Linked DNA regions of Mus musculus: region 1 is linked to region 2. Evidence: chromatin contacts called from public Hi-C data. All regions are on one chromosome and are shown on one strand. Each heading gives the region's core, a stretch centred on a gene start, on an enhancer-like site or on the middle of the called end of the contact. The rest is flanking DNA. Distances are from core to core; before and after follow the strand shown.

Evidence for each region. A called contact is a pair of places that touch in the nucleus more often than the background predicts.
Region 1: a contact with region 2 is called in a Hi-C map of CD4 T cells, with 4 times the contacts expected there. The contact joins the promoter of Zcwpw2 here to the promoter of Ubp1 in region 2.

The regions. Positions count from the first base shown.
Region 1 is chr9:118,038,577-118,043,104 of GRCm38.p6, forward strand. It overlaps Zcwpw2 (zinc finger, CW type with PWWP domain 2), which reads right to left and starts at 2,283. Exons shown (of 9, transcript NM_001378466.1): 1 at 1,643-2,283. Azi2 (5-azacytidine induced gene 2) reads left to right here and starts at 1,946. Exons shown (of 8, transcript NM_013727.4): 1 at 1,946-2,382.
Region 2 is chr9:113,928,582-113,933,146 of GRCm38.p6, forward strand. Ubp1 (upstream binding protein 1) reads left to right here and starts at 2,731. Exons shown (of 16, transcript NM_001372510.1): 1 at 2,731-3,185. The coding sequence starts at 3,073. Gm39439 (a long non-coding RNA gene) reads right to left here and starts at 2,345. Exons shown (of 4, transcript XR_003948257.1): 1 at 2,146-2,345.

The DNA.
Region 1 (4,528 bases), core at 1,033-3,532, 4.1 Mb after region 2:
GAAGAAGAAGAAGAAAGAAAGAAAGAAAGAAAAAAGAACAAACAAACAAACAAAAAAAACCCATCCCCTCCCTAAAGAACTTAGCCTGTACACATGACATGTAGAGAAAATGCCTCTAAAACAACGCTAATTAAATGCCATTGAAGATGGTATTAACATGAAAAAACTCTGCTATTACAACTCAGCAATTCTGACACTTTAATTATGTTAAGGATACAGTACTTACAACATAGAATAAACTACAGAAAAATGATTTATAGAGTGGTATGGTGAAATTTCAGTATACAATTTAAATCTACAAACTCACTTAAAACTTTATTCCTCTAAAAATATGTTGTTATTGTTTCACTACAGTATTCTTCAGATACCACACTTTAAAAAAATAAAGTTGGGCTAGAGAGAGGCTCAGTGGTTAAGGGCACTGCCTGCTCTTCTAAAGGACCTAGGTTCAATTCTCACCACCTACATGGAGGCTCAAAACTTCTGTCAACTCTTGATCCAGGGAATACAACTCTTCTGGCTGTCATGGGCACTGCATGCACATGCACATGCACACACACACACACACACACACACACATGCCAGCAAAGCATAACACACATTAAAAACAATGAAAAACAAAAAGGTTTTCATTGCTCAAACAAGGTATTATCAAAATAATACCTGTACTAACCCTAAAAATAAATATTTGCCCCTAAGAGAGCTGAGCCATAGTCGTAACTTATATCAAGGTCCATATTTTTTGATTGTTCAAAACCAAATATACTCCAGTGAAAAAATTATCTACCCATAGGCAAAAACTATATACTCAAAAACCTTCCACAGAACACTGACAGAATTTAAGTTTTCAGTTGACAAAATAATATAGTGCCAAGAAACATGAGCGTTCTTAGTTGTCAATAAATAAATATTAACTATAACTATGACTCTCACATTACTTAACCAGAAATAATCTAGAACTTGTGCTCCTTTTTCTGTCTGTGACCCCCTAAGATTGCAATTAATTTGTCTATGCCTCACCATACAGTTCAATGTTCTAGCATGCACAAGGCTTCGGGTTCAACCTCCAGCACCGCATTGCTTGGTAATGTATAAACCCAAAACCTTGGAGTCAGAAGCAGGAGGTCAGAGAAAAAAAAATTCAAGACTTTGAGGGTAGCCTGGGCTACTTGAGGCCCTGCCGCAAATTTAAAATTAAAAAACAAACGTACAAAAATATGAAGATTTAACAAACTACAGACAGAGAGAATTATAGATGACTAAAATTCTTCACCCGGTGGTGGAAACAAGTGTGTTTGTGGCCATTCTGGGATGCATAAGACTCTGCCTCAAAAAACAAACAAACAAACAAACAAACAAACCCGGAGGATTATCACCTAGAAATAACCGAGAGAGGAGACAACTCTAAGAGCCAGAACAAGTCAAGAGTTGGCCATGGGCTCCTTTTCTCCTGCTACACAGAAGAGCATCCCGGAACCCCCATGAAGTCAGTGAGCGACCTTGCTTCAAAAGATACCCAAGGAGACCGCCACGCGACCCGAAACACGGGGCCTGCGTGGATTCCAGGGGCCCCAGACACGCATCAGCTCTCGGGTTAGCACCACGGTGACAGGCGCCTCTGAGCTGAGCAGCACGGACCCACCTCACGGAATCCCAGTTGCCGCTGAGTGGAAAGGACGCGCTAGAGGGCGCCCTGAACGCGCGCCTCAGCCCAACAGCAGCCAGCCTGCGACGCTGTCTCAGCTCCACTCCGCCTCCCCGCGGCTGGGCGCGACACCTCACCCGCCGCGGGGACCACTGGGACTGGTAGTACGTACGCCCCGCCGCGGAGGCTCACGGGACTCGTAGTGCGCCTCTGCCCTACCGCAGAGGCTCATGGGACCTGTAGTACGCCCCGCCCCGCTAGAGCGCCACTTAGCGGCACCCTATATAGTCTTCAGGTCCGGCTTCCGGTTTCGTCGCGCTGCGCTGGCACCCAGCCTGTGCGCAGCGGCGACACCTTTGTGGGCGGCGGGGCGTTCGTAGACCCTTCTAGAACCCTCTAGGCCTCGCCGCCCCTGAGCGGGGCAGCGGGCGCCGGCGACCCCGGAGTTGACGCGCGTGCTGCTGGGTAACGGGCCTGTTCCGGCGGCCCCGGGCCGCCCCTGCTCGGTTCCTCTGTGACCTCCAGGGCCCCTGACTGCGGGAGCCGCGGCGGAAGACATGGGACTCCCTCGGTGCACCTGTGACGGCCACCTTGACGGGGGAAGCGGTGGCGTCTTCGAGGAAACCGGAAGCCCGTGGTGACCCCTGGCGACCCGGTTTGTTTTCAGCCGGCTTCCAAACACTGGGGAAGCGAAACCCGGTGGCCTTGGGGACCGCCCTACGTAGCCAGGGTTCAGGGTGAGTGGATCGCTCGCGCTCGCCCGGACGGTGGAGACAGCCAGGAGGGGCCTGGTGGCTGTCGCCTGGCCAGACGCACTTCGCTTTCTGTCCCCGGCGCCCTTCTGCTGTTCAGAGCGGCCCAGTCTAGCATCCCTGGTCCCTGCCATCCCACAGCCCCGCTTCCACGGGCTTTTTTTTTTTTTTTTTTTTTTTTTTTTTGCCTTCCCGCTCGGGGATTGCTCAAGTTCGGTCCGTGCTCTTGACTCGCTGGGAACGCTTTCAGTTTTATTTCCTGCACTGGGGTGGCATTTATATCGGAGAGGGAAAGAGGGACGTGGGTAGTGCCGGTGGCGTCTGGGAGTGACCATCAGTCTAACTTGCATGTTTCAGTCCCGTTTTCCGGCTGGGTTGCAAGGCAGGCTAACAGTGGTCCTCCTCGCAAGGAACTCGGAATACTCAGAAAGAGAGATAAAATACCCATGGAAGCTACTAGAAATCAGAAATACCATGTGATGATCAAAAACATTGACATACTGAGACTGAAATTGACCTCTAATCCTTAAGTACAGAAGAGCCACCCCACCCCCGTTTGAATTTTAAGTTGGATTGAACAAAATCTTAAAACAGTTTCATTTCTAGTTCTCAAAAAATGTTCTCCTTACCCTGTCTGTAGTGATCACTCCATCGTCTTAAATGGAAAACAATTGGAATTATTCGCTGAATGGCTACAGAGTGTTGAATGCTCTAGGTTTGTAAATGGACGTTTTCATGTAAATGCGAGAGATTCATTGATGTCTAAAAGGCAGCTTGCTGTCGTGGGAATGCCAGTGGATTAGATGGATAGCCCAGATGTGTAAGCATCGAGTTTTCCACTTCCTCTCTTGAGGAGAAGGCTGCTTACTCTGACTTTCTCCTTCCCCCTTTTCTGAAGTCCAGGGCTTGCTTACCCTCCAAGGCACCCAGTTATAATTTCTAAGAGCTAGGCTGGCTCTGAAGTTGACAACTTAATTTGTATGTTTAATTACTTCATCTGTAAATTGAAGAGTGCTTACCCATCTTAGTGCTTTTTTACATTGATTTAATGAATTCTTAAGAACAAGTCAGGGGGTGGTAGCACATGCTTTTTTAATAATCCCAGCACTGGGGAGTCTTGAGTTGCAGTCTAGCCAGTGCTACAAAGTGAGACATCTTCAAGAAAAAAAAAAGGGGGGGGGGGGGGAGCACAGTTTCTAGCATATAAGTGCCTCTAGCAGAAGTGCTTCGGTAATGGTACCAGAGCATGCCATGCTTACTGAGGGAAATAATATGATTTTTAAAAAAAGCTGAATAGGATGAATATAACTTTAATGCCACATTCTGAATTGAAGTTGTTTTATTGTCAGGAAATAATTATTAACAGCATTTATGTAGGTGTTTAGTTGCATTGAAATACATTATTTTAGATAAGGAGTGGAAAGAAGGCTGCCCTTGGATTGCTTGGCCGTAAAAACTAATCTCTGGGCTTACTGCATTCAGTGAGTCAGGATCATAAAAATGAAAGCTGCCATTTTTCATATTATATATCTGATATTGTTTTTGGACACTTAATAAACTGCAAAGCATTAAGCTACTAAGGCACATATGTTTAAGTGCTGGCGTCATTAAAAAGGGGCACTTCAGAATCCCTCTTAGAGAAGCAAAAGCCATTCCTGCCCCTAATTATTTAAAGTGACAAAAGAAAAGGAATATCTTGTAATTTATTCGTTCTCCGTAAGATTTGTTCTTTTTTTCTCCACTGTTTCTTAACTGACCCGTATGAAGTAGGTTCTTGGATATCCTGGCTTTTCAGAGATAGAAAGCCAGTGGAAATTGTAAACAAGACTCACTTCAGGGAGTGCCCAGGTGTGATTACAGACAAACGCATTCACTTTTCTAAGCCTCCGTTTCCTCACCTGTGCTGTTGATGGTGACTTTCTTGCCAAGTTTGGTGTCAAGATAAGGAATTTAACTTACCAGTTTCTGGCACAACTTGAGTTTCCTTTTATCTCTTCGGGTTCCTGTTCTGCATTTGGATTAAAAATTTGCCTACACGGTTCAAGGAGATGATGTCTTAATGATACAATCCAACTCTGTCATACATAGGTATAAAAATTAAGATCCTAAGAGCTGAAGTGAAGTAGTGTAT
Region 2 (4,565 bases), core at 1,481-3,980:
TCCCTAGTGCTGGGATTACATATCTTGTGGTTTGAATAAGAATAGCCCCCATAGACTCTCGAGTGAGTGTGTGTGTGTGTGTGTGTGTGTGTTTAAATGCTTGTTCCATAAAGAATGGACTATTAGGAGGTGTGGCCTTTTGGAGGAAGTCTCAATGTGAGGCTTTGAGGTTTTCCTTGCTCAAGCTACACCCAGTGTGGTACACAGTGTCTCCCTGCTGCCTGAGATCGAGATGTAGAACTCTCAGTTCCTTCTTCAGCAGCACCACGTCTGCCTGTATGTTGTCATGCTTCTCGACAGACATGATGTAACAAACTAAACCTCCAAAACTGTAAGTTAGCCTCAGTGAAATATTTTCCTTTAACTGGGACATGCCTTTAATCTTAGCACTCAGGAGACAGACACATGTGGATCTTTGAGTTCAAGGCCAGCCTGGTCTACAGAATGAGTTCCAGGACAACCAAGACTACACAGAGAAACCCTTTATAAGAGTTGCCATGGTCATTGTTCACCCACTAATAGGGAACGTGAGCTGGGTTTAGACCGTCATGAGACAGGACCTTCAGAAGAGCAATCGGTGCTCTTAACCACTAAGCCATCTCTCCAGGCCATCTTAAAATTCTTAAGCGATAAGGAGGTCGGCCAGTTCCTCCTGCTTTCTGTTTTTTATAACCCACGCACACACGCACGCTCCATCCACAGTGGGGAACAATCATGGAGGAAGAGGGTTCCCAGACTGCCCTTCGAGAATAAAATGGGAGGCCAGAACCAAAGTCTTTTGGATAAAGTACCACATCGGACTATGCACTAACCCATTTGGCTGCCTTCCTTCCCAAGGCATGGATCGTCCCAGCATAGGAAAGATCTCCCTCCCTCCCTCTCTCCCTCTCTCCCTCCTTCCCTCCCTTTTGACCCATTTTCATTCTTCTACCATACACTCAATAAAATTAAATTAAATTAAATTAAATAAAGAGTTGCCATGGTCATGTCTCTCTGTGGCAATAGAAACCCACTGAGACAACATGCATGCACCATTTCAACCTGTTTCCAAAGAGGAATGTTTGACAGAGAAAAGTCATTTTCTTTGGGTATGGTCTTGAATAAATCTAGTTCCAATAATTTCTGTCACCAGGTCTTTCAGTAGAGCTGTGAGCTGAATTAACCTGAAAGTCCTTGCTGTTTTAAGGCAGGGTCTTGGCTGGCCTAGAGCTCAACTGTGAATACCAGGCTTCTATAAACTCACAGAGATTTCTTCCCTGCCCAGTCCTCCAGTGCACTGGGACAAAGAGCACACCCCATCACCCTGGCCCTGACCTTAGATGTTGGCAAATGTTAGCTTTCAGAGGCTGTGCTTCTACATATGTGTGAGTACTCTAGTGCATAAACTGATTAAAGAGACAAATGATAGCACAATTACACTTGTCCCAAGAATCAGAGAATTACTCCCCCTTCCCCCGTTATTTCCAACAGTTAATAATAAACCTGTCAAATGAACGTTGCTGGACCCACATCCGAATCCTTTGGAAACAATATTATGTGAAAAAAGCAATAATCGAGGGCCGGCTTGGAGGGAGCAGTTCTTCTCAAAGCTTGTTAGGGATACCCAGACACAGACTTCCATGAAGCAGTAAAAGGGAGCACTTGGGCATAGATAGGAAGTCTCTATGCTTAGTGTATTCTTTGTCTTTTGCTGCGGGTATCTGTGTGTGTGTGTGTGGTTTTTGTTTGTTTGTTTGTTTGTTTGTTTGTTTTGTCTTCGTGCTACCTGAACCATAACCTCCCGGGTTTGTTTGTTGTCTTTTGTTTTAGAAAAACACTAGTTTTCTTCACGTTAACTCTCACAGCAATTTGCATGGTTTGTGTTAGCGCACATGATTAAGGAATAACGAGGGTGTCACACACTCTTGTGCTATGTGCGTCACCAGATCTTCTGGGCTCTGCAAATTTGCTTTGTTTTGTTTTGAGACAAGCCCTTGTATATAACCTTGATTCAGCCGGAGCTCGCCAAGTAGACCAAGCTGACCTCGAACTCAGACCAGCATGCTTCTGCCTCCGGATTAAAGTTGAGTTGAGAGGGGCGGGGACCTTTTAGGGAGGGCTGACTGGCTTATTCTCCTGCCAATCAAGATCTTCTGCACAACAGACCTAGCTTACATCAGACGAGATGTACCCGCTTTTCTCTGGAGCGGGGGCAAAAGCCGACGAAAGGGTATTTCCCAGAACCGACGGAAGTAGGACCTGGAACCACTTCCTCCAGTGCGGGCCAATGAGCTCTTACTTATGGCAGTCAATTTAGTCCCGGAGGGGAAGAGCGTTTTGATTGGTGGCTCAGCCGGGAACGCAGAGGCTCACGGGAATCCATTCCGGCCGCTTCGCCGTGACTGCCCAGAAGACCTGTCAGTCAGCCGAGCGTAACCGGTCACACCTCTTCCGCCGCCAGGCCGCGACACCGCGGGGGCCGGGCAGCGCCGCTCGGCCCAGGCGCTAGTGCCGCCGCGAGGCGCGGGGCCGCGAGGGGCGGGCCTGGGAGGGGAGCGGCCGCAGGGGCGGGGCCGGAGGAGGAGGCGGAAGCGGCGAGCGAGCCCAAGCCGGAGCCGCATCGAAGCTGCGTCCGGGCCGGCGGAGCGGCGGCGGCGGGGTTGGCCGGGGCGAAGGGGCGCTGGAGCCTGGGCGGGCGGGCAGAGGGCTGGGGGGGGGGGGGCGCGGCCCGGGAGCGGGTGACGGGCGTGCCGGGGGGATGCGCGCTGGGGCTGTGGGGCGGGGCGGGCGGCGGCCGCGGGAGCGGCGCCGGGGGCGGGCGGCGGCATGAGGCGCGGGGCCGGCGGCCGCGGGAGGGCGGCGCGGCTCGCGGCCCGGTCGCTCCCGCCGCAGCTGCTGGCCCGCACGCTGTGCCCTGACAGCTGGGCCTCGGCCGCTCTCGTCTCAGCCGCGTCCCGCGCCGCCGCAGGTGACCACTCGCCGCGCCGCCGGAGGCTTCACCCGCGTCCTCCCTCAGGACGCGCCCGCGGAGCTCGGGCGCCTTCGCCCCGGACCCGGAGGCCGCGCTGCGCGGGGCGGCGGCGAGGCCGGAAGATGGCCTGGGTGCTCAGTATGGACGAGGTGATCGAGTCCGGGCTGGTGCACGACTTCGACTCCAGCCTGTCCGGCATCGGGCAGGAGCTGGGCGCCGGCGCCTACAGCATGAGGTAAGGGGCGCGCGGCTGCCTCCGCCGGGCGGGGCCTGGGCCGCGGGGTCGGGGTCCTGCCGCGTGGCGCCGTGGCCTGGGAGGCCGACGGGGGCGGCTAGCGGCGGAGGACCCCGTCGCTTCTGCCTGGGGAAGCCGCGCTAGCCGTTGAGATTGGGTCAGAGGGGCAGGGACTTTCTTTCCAAGTGATTTACGAGTCCTTTTAGCTGGAGTAGGCTGTACAAAAGGCACTGTTTCTAATGGGAAAACTGTAGCTTTTCCTACGGTGCCTGGTAGCGTGGCCTGCGACTTTCAGCCGCTTGACATTCTGATAGTAAGTTATATTGTGAGTGAAAGTAGCCCTGAGGGTTGGCGAGCGCAGTGACTTGCTTGTATAGTCTCCTGATTGAGAGTGAAGTTGGGCCCTTGCTAGGTTTCTTCATTCTCAAAGTGACTCCCCTCAGGCTGTTTCCTTTTGCAGAGGGCTTTAAGATTGTGCCACACACAATAGTTTAGTCACTGCTGTCTGCACCAGCAGCTGTTCCTTTTTGTGTAATTGGGAGAGGCGGAAACAGATAGGAGCCAAGTGTGTCTGCCCCTTACTTATCCCGAAAGAGTTGAAGAGTTCTTGGTGGCTCGGCAGCCCTTTGTTTCGATGTTGGAATATGGCTTGTGTAGGGTATGGTTTACCCAAGGAGGTAAAAAACGGAGTGGTTTTTGAAACGTGTGAATTAAGTGTAGTACTTAGTTTTCAGCAGTATGGTTGGTTGTGTAAAGTGTGCGATGTGGGCTCCCTGGGGCTCTCCTACCTTTCCTGCCGCCCAGGGGAGGTCAGAAGCATTGTTAATACCCTAAGAGAAATGCCCTGGGTCAGAGCTGGTCTGCACAAGTCCAGCCTCATCCCTGAAGCAATTAGCCTTGACTCTGGCGGGTCGGGAGGTTTCTTGGCCCGTGGAAAGAAGCGGTGGAAAACATACTAAACTAAGAATTAAGCCGCTCGCATGCATCTGACCCTGACTTGGTCTTTGCTTGCCTCCCTAAACTTGGCACCTTCTTTCTCTCAGTTGTGTAACTTGAGGGCTTCGGATGAGGCGGATTGTTTGCTAGACCAACTCTTGGTTGTTGAGGAAATTGAGCTACCGAAAGTCTAGGGATCATCTAGAGAGGACTGGAGAGTAGGCTCTTCTGGAAGTCTTCCTTTAGTGCGTGTCCTTGTCCACTGGAGAGCACAGGAGCGGAGCCCAGCCTGGTCTCCTTGCTTCAAGTTCTCAGTCAGATGGGGCTGCTGAACAGCTTGCTTATTGGTAGGTTTTAGAACTTGGCTTTTTTCTAGGATCTTCTGTGAACTTGTGCTTGGCTAACTTGTGTTTGGGGGGTTATTTCTCTGAAAAGGAAGTCAAT